Linked DNA regions of Mus musculus: region 2 is linked to region 1. The links are chromatin contacts, called in public promoter capture Hi-C maps. All regions are on one chromosome and are shown on one strand. Each heading gives the region's core, a stretch centred on a gene start, on an enhancer-like site or on the middle of the called end of the contact. The rest is flanking DNA. Distances are from core to core; before and after follow the strand shown.

The links. Promoter capture Hi-C pulls out the DNA fragments that hold promoters and counts their contacts.
Region 2: a contact with region 1 is called in a promoter capture Hi-C map of liver, with 5 times the contacts expected there. The contact joins the promoter of Nnt here to the promoter of Itga1 in region 1. A contact is called at or near these places in 2 of 39 promoter capture datasets (liver and pre-B cells).

The regions. Positions count from the first base shown.
Region 1 is chr13:115,099,617-115,104,213 of GRCm38.p6, reverse strand. It overlaps Itga1 (integrin alpha 1), which reads left to right and starts at 2,250. Exons shown (of 29, transcript NM_001033228.3): 1 at 2,250-2,743. The coding sequence starts at 2,683.
Region 2 is chr13:119,407,226-119,412,253 of GRCm38.p6, reverse strand. It overlaps Nnt (nicotinamide nucleotide transhydrogenase), which reads left to right and starts at 2,997. Exons shown (of 17, transcript NM_001308506.1): 1 at 2,997-3,351.

The sequences.
Region 1 (4,597 bases), core at 1,001-3,500:
TTTGGTGGTTTTACAGTATATTAGATGAGGCCCAACACAAACTTCAGTGTAAAATGCATGTGTGTGTGTGTGTTTCTCTTTAAGACTATTCACCAGAATTATCAACTGTATTAGTTATATTTCTACTGCTGTGATAAAACACCTGAACCAATGTGATTTACAGAAGAATGGGTTTACTGAGGCTTACAGTTTCAGTGGGTTAGAGTTCTTGCCCATAAAGGCAGGGTTCATGCAGCAGGCAGGCAGGAGTGATGTTGGAGCAGTAGCTGAGAGCTTTCAACTGCCCCAATCACAAGGCAGAGGGAGCTAAGTGGGAAAGGGGCTTTAGAAACCTCAAAGGTCACCACCAGTGACATACAGTGACACACTTCCTACAAAAAGGTCACACCTATTCCAGCAAGGCCACACCTCCTAAAAGTGCCACTTCCCGTGGGCCAAGGATATTCAAACCACCACAGAAAGGGAATTCTTTGCTAATGGACTAATGGTTGTGGTAATTCGGTTAGGTACCCTGTGACCTCAGAGTCCTCCTCACCGTTTTGTTTGTTCTCTCTCTCTCTCTCTCTCTCTCTCTCTCTCTCTCTCTCTCTCTCTCATGTGTGTGTGTGTTGTCTATTTTGAGACATGGTCTCACTCTGGGGCCCAAGCGCCTCTTGAATCTGAAGCCTTCCTTCCTCAGGTTGTCCAGTGGTGGGATAACAGGCATATGCCACCACGCCCGAATAGCTCACCCTATTCTTGACATTCAGACGTCTTCTTCTTCTTCTTCTTCTTCTTCTTCTTCTTCTTCTTCTTCTTCTTCTTCTTCTTCTTCTTCTTCTTCTTCTTCTTCTTCTTCTCCTTCTCCTTCTCCTTCTCCTTCTCCTTCTCCTCCTCCTCCTCCTCCTCCTCCTCCTCCTCCTCCTCCTCCTCCTCCTCCTTCCTCCTCCTCCTCCTCCTCCTTCTTCTTCTTGTTTTTTTGAGACAGGGTTTCTCTATATAGCTCTATAGCTCTGGCTGTCCTTGAACTCACTTTGTAGACCAGGCTGGCCTCGAACTCAGAAATCCGCCTGCCTCTGCCTCCCAAGTGCAGGGATTAAAGGCGTGTGCCACCAGACTTCTTTAACATTTGTCCTTTCCCCTTGTCGCTTCTGTATTTCTCTATTTGGCAGTTTACTTAGTGATACCTGTGTGCTTCTTCAGCCCTCCCCACTCCCAGTCCCTATCTATGCTCCCTGCCTTGTAGTCTAGACAGTGGGTCCTCCTTTGGGTGGCACCCTTCTCCTACTTTGTCCTGCTCTGGACAGGGATGTCCCAGTATTTGCTAACTTGGACTGATTTCTGCAAGGGGCTCTAACCACAAACCCCACTCATCCATTCCTTCCTCTTCTTTGAAATTCTCAAAAGTGCTAAGCCACTTGAAAATGACACATATTTGTTGAAGCTAGAAGGGATCATGAGTGACCAGGCACAGGAAGCCAGGAGGAGAAGGAGGAGAAGGGGGAGGAGGAGGAGGAGGAGGAGGAGGAGGAGGAGGAGGAGGAGGAGGAGGAGAAGGAGAAGGAGAAGGAGAAGGAGAAGGAGAAGGAGAAGGAGAAGGAGAAGGAGAAGGAGAAGGAGAAGGAGAAGGAGAAGGAGAAGGAGAAGGAGAAGGAGAAGGAGAAGGAGAAGGAGAAGGAGAAGGAGAAGGAGAAGGAGAAGGAGAAAACTAAACAAAACCTAAAACAATACCTTGGCTTCTATTAGAGCAAGTTCTCAACGTTCAAACATCCTAATTTAGCTTAGACAAAATAGTCCACATTCCATTTCAAGGGAGACTGCCTTCCTCCCCACCCCCTTTCCCTAACTCTTCCTTCCCCACCCCCAGTCTAGTTTCTCCCTTTTTCCTGGCTGTCTTACTGTGATTTCCCCATCAAAACCCTTTATCTACAACTGCCTTTAATCAGGAGTCTTCTAAAAGAGGCAAGCTCTCTGTAACTTAAAGGAAAGCCCTCCGAGAAGCTTGCCGGTGGCCAGGATGCCTGGAGGCGAGAAGGCTCCAAGGCCAAGTTCCTGAGTCCGCTAGCATAAAAGGGCTAACTTCCTTGCGAGTCTGATCCATTCTGCGCAGCTGGACACAGGAAAGCAGCCTCCCAGCAAGGAGTAAAAGCCCGGGCACTTTGAAAGTACCCTTTCTACCCAGATCCGGGAGAAGTCCTGGGGTGCGAAGGCGGGGCTACTAGACTGGCGACACCCTCCTGAATGTCCAGCCCCGCCTTCCAACCACCTTTGGGATTTGGTTCGTGAAGCAAGATCGCCCTCTCAGTGAAAGGCAGATGTCCCTTTAAGGTTTGCTTTGCTGCTGCCTGTGGACTTTAGCCTAAACACGGTCCCGCGAAGTTGGCTTTATTTGTCCATGTCTCGGACAGAGCCTGGGTGGCTGCCAGTGAGATTTCAGAGACTTGAGCGCAAAGGGGCGGGAGATGTGGCAATCCATCTGGGATCTGAGAAGCGTGGAGCGGGCTTAGCAGCATTCGACCAAAACACAGGAAATTACTCTTCCACCGCTCCAGGGCGCTGCAGCCGCTGGGGCCGCTGCCGGACACCCGCGGAGACCGCACCGAGTGACCCAGAGCGCAAGTCGCCGGCGCCTGGCTTCTGCCTGTTCCTGCCAGCTCCTGCCCACGAACCAGTACGTCGCTGGTTCCAGCAGCCACTCCAGCAATGGTCCCCAGGCGTCCTGCTAGCCTAGAGGTCACTGTAGCCTGCATCTGGCTTCTCACCGGTGAGCGACCCTGCTTTCCTGAGCATCTCTGGTGGGGCTTGGGGCTTTGGTGAGGGGTGACACACATAGCAGAAGGGCAAACCAGAGGGGACCTCAGGTACAGCTGTCAGTTCAAAGGACTGAAGGTAGCGCCCGCGTGAGGGAGGAGGTGCTGAGAACTTTCCAAGTACATCTGGCATTTCTAATTAAAGTTGTTTTTAAGTTGTGCGTTGTGTTTTAGGCATTTGAATTATTGCAAGGGAGAGAGTAACCGGAGGCGTCTGATTAGTGTGCAAAGTTCCTGCCCTAGGGTTGCTCAGAAGTGAACTTGATAGCATTTTCTTCCTTTTTAATACTTAGGACCTTCTCTGCCAAAGAACAAGGAAAGACAGGCATGCCAGACAAATCTACTTCTTGTCCCAATATGACGTTTCTACGTTAGCTCCTAAGAGGCGGAACATTTTGAAATTGAATGTTTAGCACCCAAATGTCGCAGTGCTGTCTTTCAAATACAAATGCGTTTCTTAAGAAGGTGCAGTACCTTCTTAAAAGATACTGCAGTGTTCTATTCAACTGAGAGAAATGTGGGGACATTTCCGATTTCCCTAACAGTAGCTAAGCTCACAGCCTTTATTGTAGTTACCAGTTGGGGAGGGAAACTGAGCTGGTGTCCAAGTGAAAGGATTTAAGCACAGTTTATCACTTCTTTAGTTCTTCAATTAGTAGCTTTCTTTAACAGGACATGATATTCAATTGCCTGATTGTTTTCACTGTTGGCGTGCCTAACTAGTTAATTTCACATTGGACTATTACATAGGGCCAGTTAACCCTGCAGTGGACGGCTAAGCACTGAGAACCCTTACATTCACTTCCAAATGGAGTTTTAATAAGCCCATCCTCTGTCATAGTAAAGTGGTGTGGGCAGTTAACGAGCTACGGGCTTTCATCCCAACATTTCCCACTCTTCAGGAAATGCCCAGGAATCCAAACAGTGGTGACTTCTAAACAGCATTCTAGGCCAAGGAGTGGTTTTAACCTACCGGCTCCTGCATTGACCCTTGATGCAAGCTTGGCTTGTGAGTCCCTTCCAACCCTAACTTTCAGAGATTGTATCTTGATGTTTTGCAAAATCGGAATTGTTTACTAATTACTCAAGCTGTATCTTTTTTTTTTTTCCTCCCCATTTTACCAACCATTCAGTCAGTGTGCAAACGAAACTTCCATATTCTCTAAAAGGAGGGGTGGGGATGAGAAAGCTACAGTTTCACATATACATTGGTATGACATGCTTTGCTGAATCCAAGATGAGAGTTAAAAGAGGCCGATCGGCAGGTTTTTCTAAAGTACGCTCCAGTTATTAGTGTATAATATTTAGAGCATGGTTGACCCAGGGCGGACAGGTTCCTTATATTTAGTGTATTTATGTCCATTCCACAAGACACAAGGCATTAAGTATCCCGGGTTTGACTTTTTCCTTATCAGTTACTCATACTTAAAAACCATGGACTCAGCAGTTAATCTGGAGTCTTACAGACATATCCATTTAGGAATGATGCTACAGAGCTTAAACTGTCCCTCGGACCCACCTACCAAATATTTTTCTTGTATCTATTTGAAGTAGATCATCTGTAGTAGTTCGAGATTGCCCTCTCAGATAAAAATCCAAATTTCTCAACAGATTGCCCAAATTCAGGCAATTTCTTATTGCTGCTGCAATAAGTTGCCATTGATTTATTGGCTTAAAACACGGTATTTACAGTTTTACAGTTCTATAGGTTTTAAGTCACACTGTGATAAAAATCATGCCCCACTCCCCCCACCAGGGCGTTTCCTTCCACTTCCTGAGGCTACTTTCAAAAGTTGACATGCAGTTTT
Region 2 (5,028 bases), core at 1,748-4,247, 4.3 Mb before region 1:
TGTTTGGATTACAGGTATGAACCACGCCCATCCAGTTAACCACTATGTTTATAGAAGGGGAGCTTGAAATAGTAAAGTGCTGACAAAATACAATAACTGTGATGGAAATCGATTTAATTTTCTTTTCTTTTTTTCAGACACGGTCTTATGCAGACTGGGTTTACAGGTCAGTCTTTAATTGTTGTGGTAATTACTTACCCCAGTCAGCCCCTTTAAAAACACACACAACCCAGTTAATATATTTATAAGCTATATGCCTAGATTGGGCCGATCTATCTCTATACTGATTAATTCTCCTGCGATGAGACCCCTTGTTACTTGCAGTTTCTCCAGACCATGTGGTTCTGTTCCACACAGGTTTCCACCTCCTCTTCCTCCGTCCTCTCTCTTCCTACTCCTCTCTCCTTTTGAGATCCCCCAGTCCCACCTTTCCCTTCCACTGCCCAATCATAGGCTCTGGCCTTTATTTGACCGGTTAGAATGGGGAGAAGGCTCAATAAGATCACTCTTTGTTGGCGGACAACCCCAGAATTAACATCAAAATACAGATAGCACCAGGGTAAAACACAACATTTAGTAGCACATCTCAGCTTCAGTTTACACTTTAATTTTTTGACTATTAGGTACCTCTTTGATTTTCAGACTTTAAAGCTGATGTAATGGTATGTTACAGTTTTTGGACCTGATGAATTTTCTAGAAGATAACACTATCTTTAAACCTCTGTTGGCCTAAAAGTCTTCTACATTTGACAGGATTTAATTTGTGTATCCTAATGTTGACCTGGATTCAGGGAAATGGGAACCCTCAGACACTGCTGATGGGAGTGTAAGCTCGTGCAGCCACTCTAGAAATCAGTCTGGAGGTTCCTCCAAGGACCTTGAAGTATGACTCAGCCTTGCCACTTCTGGGCATGTACCTTAAGTGTGTTGGCTTGAATAGAAGTGAACTCCATAGGTTCATGTGTTTGAATGCCACGAGTTTGAATTAAGGAGTGGCATTACTTGAGAGGGATTAGGAGGTGTGGCCTTTTTGGAGTAGGTGTGGCCTTGGTGGAGGAAGCATGGGAGTGGGCCTTGGGGATTCAAAAGCTCAACCCAGACCCAGTGTCTGGCTCTTCAGGCTGTCTGCCGATCCAGATGTAAAACTTTCAGCTGCTTCTGTCTGCCTGCCACCATACTTCCCTTCATGATGACAATGGATTAAACTTCTGGAACTGTAAGCAAGCTCCAATTAAATCATTTTTCTTATAAATGTTGCCGTGGTCATGGCGTCCGTTCACAGCAACAGAACACTGGCTAAGACACCAAGGAATCTATATTCTCCTACAGGGACACTCACTTGTACATCCATGTTCACTGCTGATCTATACACAATAGCTAGAAAGCAGAATCAGTCCAGATGTACATCGACTAATGAATGGATAATGAAAATGTGGTATATGTACAGAATGTCATTTTATCCAGCTATTAAGGAAAATGAAATTATGAAACTTGCAGCTAAATGGGTGAAACTGGAAATATTATAAAGAGCAAGGTAACTTCAGTTCATTAGTTTTGTGTATTTGGAGTACGTCAGGAAACCAGAAAAGGGCCAGTGGGGTGGAGAGTTCCCTTAAGGAAGGAGGGATGGTAGAACACTGTGTAAAAATGATTGTGGAACAGTTCCATTAGAGAGGTAGGAGGCAGAGGAAGGAGCAGGACAGGGGAATGCTACTCAAAATGAGGGGAGGGGGAGTAACAAAAACAACACTAAGAAAGAAAGCATTGGAAAACATAGAGTATGAAGGCAGATGCCCTTCAAGGCTAGACTTGCTGATTGTAGAAAAGCCTTGCACGTGAACTCCGAACTACTTACCACACAGTCCGCAGCACAAAAGAGTTTAAAATGGTTAAGGACTTGCCTCATTGTACCTGCAGTATTACTATCTGTTGACTTACGATTATTATTTTAAAACACCGGGCCGAGTCCTTTCCTGCCTTCCAGTTCTTCTGCCACCGGAAGAGTTTACTCCAGATTGCTGTGCGGAGTCCAGTAGCCCAATGACCCTTTCTGCTGTATAAAACACAAGGCATTCTCTAAATAAGGGGTTCTCTGTGGTTCACTTATTTTTAAAAGATACTGAATGTCTGTTTTTTTTTTTTTTCTTCTGCCTGTTAAAATATTTCAGTTAAATTAAAAGCAAGGGGCTGGTGAGATGGCTCAGTGGGTAAGAGCACCCGACTGCTCTCCCGAAGGTCAGGAGTTCAAATCCCAGCAACCACATGGTGGCTCACAACCATCTGTAACAAGATCTGACGCCCTCTTCTGGAGTGTCTGAAGACAGCTACAGTGTACTTACATATAATAAATAAATAAATCTTAAAAAAAAAATTAAAAGCAAGCAAGCAAGCAAACAAACAATCTTACACTGACGTTTCCTTTAGACTCAGCGCTGGGTAAGTTTAATCAGTGTACCTGCAGAGCAAGTAACAGAATCTAATCACTAACCAATAACTAGGTCGTTATGTTTTGATTTCCTTAATCAGGAACCTTAACAGGGACGTCAACTACAATTACATTCTAGACACTGCCTATGTTAATAGTAGCGCAGGGTTTCCTCTTGGCTGGCCTCGCTGTTGAAGCCAAATATGCACATGTGTGTGTTCATTTTCAGGCCTTGACTTCGTTTGTGAGGAATTTAACCCCACCCCCGTCCAGAATGGAAAAACAACGCCCCCATTCCCGCCCTCGGCTTCCTCCCGCCTAAGTCTTCTCCAGTTACAGAAGTTCGGATTTTTTTTTTTTTTTTTTCCTAGAGAGTTAGAGGAAAAGTCCGGCCCAAGAGTGGAGTTATAGTATCCGTTTATTTGCTCTGCTGGGAGACCGGTGAGGAAATCACACTTTGTAACTTAGTCTCCTGGGGGGAAAGAAGAGGTACGAATTCCTAAAAACTTGAGTTGCAGTGCTTGGCATCGGGTTTGATTGACAGAGGCCGATTGAGCAAGAGCAAGGGGGCGGGGCTGCGGGCCTGGGGCCCTGGCAGAGACAAAGGGGCTTCAGCGGCCACCCGGAGGGGACCAGCTGCTGCGCTGTAAGCGTGCATCTGGTGGAGTCTTTTTCTCCTTTGCAGACTGGCGATCGGGCCAAGCGGGTTTGGCAGGAGGCTCGGGGAGGGGGAGAAGGGGTGCCGAAAGGGGGCGCGGGTCCGGGTCTAGGCAGCCCTGTGTCACGTGGTCGCCGCCGCCGCCTCAAAGTTGGGGCTGTTCTTCCGGGTTGGAGGCACAACGCCGCGGGCCAACCCCGGGTCTGCTAGCTCGGCGTGGCGTTTGCTCGCAGCCCGGGGTCGCCATCTGTCCCGCCTGCCGGTCCAGGTGAGCCAACCAGCCCTGCAGCGCCTAGGGGCTGCTGGAAAAGGCGGGCAGCCAGCGCAGATCCCCGGTCCCTCGGCGAAGGGGACCCGAGAGAGAGCAGCAGGGGGGCGGGGTCGGCTGTGTCTAGCAAGTGGGGCGCAGAGGCTCCTGCAGGAGACTGACGGAGAAGGAATGCGGTATATGCCTCGGGGCTCCTTTTGTGTGTGCGTTCTATTGGGGTGACATGGAAAGGAGTGAGAGGGTAGAGGTGGGAACGGAGTCCCGGCAGAAGACAAAGTAAGCAAGTGACAGCTGTGCAGGTGCAGATCTTGGATCCTGGGGTGGGGGTGGGGTGGGGGCAAGGGCTGCAAAAGTTGTACGTAGTCATTTTGGCCCTTAGAGGGACTGGAAGAGAGGTCGTAGAGGACTTTCGATGAATGGTTTACCTAGAAGAATGACAGCTGGGCGCTCCTAAGTTGTACTTGAACTTTGAGAGTGTTCAGGCGGGGTGTCCAGTTAGGTGTATAGGAAAAGATGTGACTGTAGGTCCGGGCTGACTGGTGGTAGTTTCTGAATACTGAGAAAAAGGGGTTTGGATTGGTAAGTCACGGTGGGCTCTATTAGAGGTCAGGGTGTAGTTCTGGCCAGAGCTGGTTCAAACTTGAGAGGCACAATAACTACTATGTAGCCAGAGCCAATGGGCTTCCACAGGAGGTTATAAATAGCGGTCCAGCTGCACGTGCCAGAGGGTGGCAGTTTAGTTGCTGAGGGAGGGGCAGCACCTGTGACAGGAGCCATGGCTGCAGTGGCTTTGGGAGAGGTCACGCTGCCTGCCAGGATAGGGTATTGTGTCCTTGTTGGTATGCCTAGCTTTTAAAAGCATGACTTTGTTTATGCTTGCAGGTGCCCTTTATTTGTCCTACGGTAGTGTGCAGTCCTTAGAAAACTTTGGAGGCATGGGGCTTGCTTGCCCACTGAACCCCCTTTTTTGGGCAAATCTTGGTTATTTTTCCTTTCTTACTTTATTATTCTTATTATACTTTTTTATTTCGAGACGAGGAAGATCTCGGTCTGTAGCCTTGGCTGGCTTGAACGAACTTCTATGTGTAGCCTAGGCTGGCTTTGAACTTGAGTTGCTCCTCCTGCCTTAACCTCTCCGATGCTGGCATTTACAATCATGAGCTACCACCCCAGCTCCATTTTCATTCTTTCTTTTTTTTTTTTTTTTAATTTATTGAAGGGACAGTTTTGGATTATTCTAGTATAAGCAAACAGATAGGGCCAGTTTTCTACGAGGCTATACAAAGTTTTTATTTTCAAAGGAAGAGTCTGGAAACTGTTTCAGAAATATATTGTGGAATGGCCTCAGGATACCCAGCCCTAGTTATTTAAGTGTTCAGTCAAAAAGTATTAGCTGACTTACTCTGTTTAATGCAAAGCAGTGGGCCATGAAAAATAACAAAGTGAATGGAGTAACTCACCAGGATCTTGAGTTCTTTAATCCTCTCTACAAACCAGTGATCAGGGCACTTTGCTACTTTAATCCTCAGACCTTTATGAGGTAGGTTTTTACTATAATTCTGACCTTAAAGACAGAGAAGCTGGGTGATTTGAGAAGGACACATCTGGATAAAGGTAGAGAAGCGGATTCCAACCCAGAGTATACTCTAATCTCTTTACTGTCTTCTTTTGCTAGAT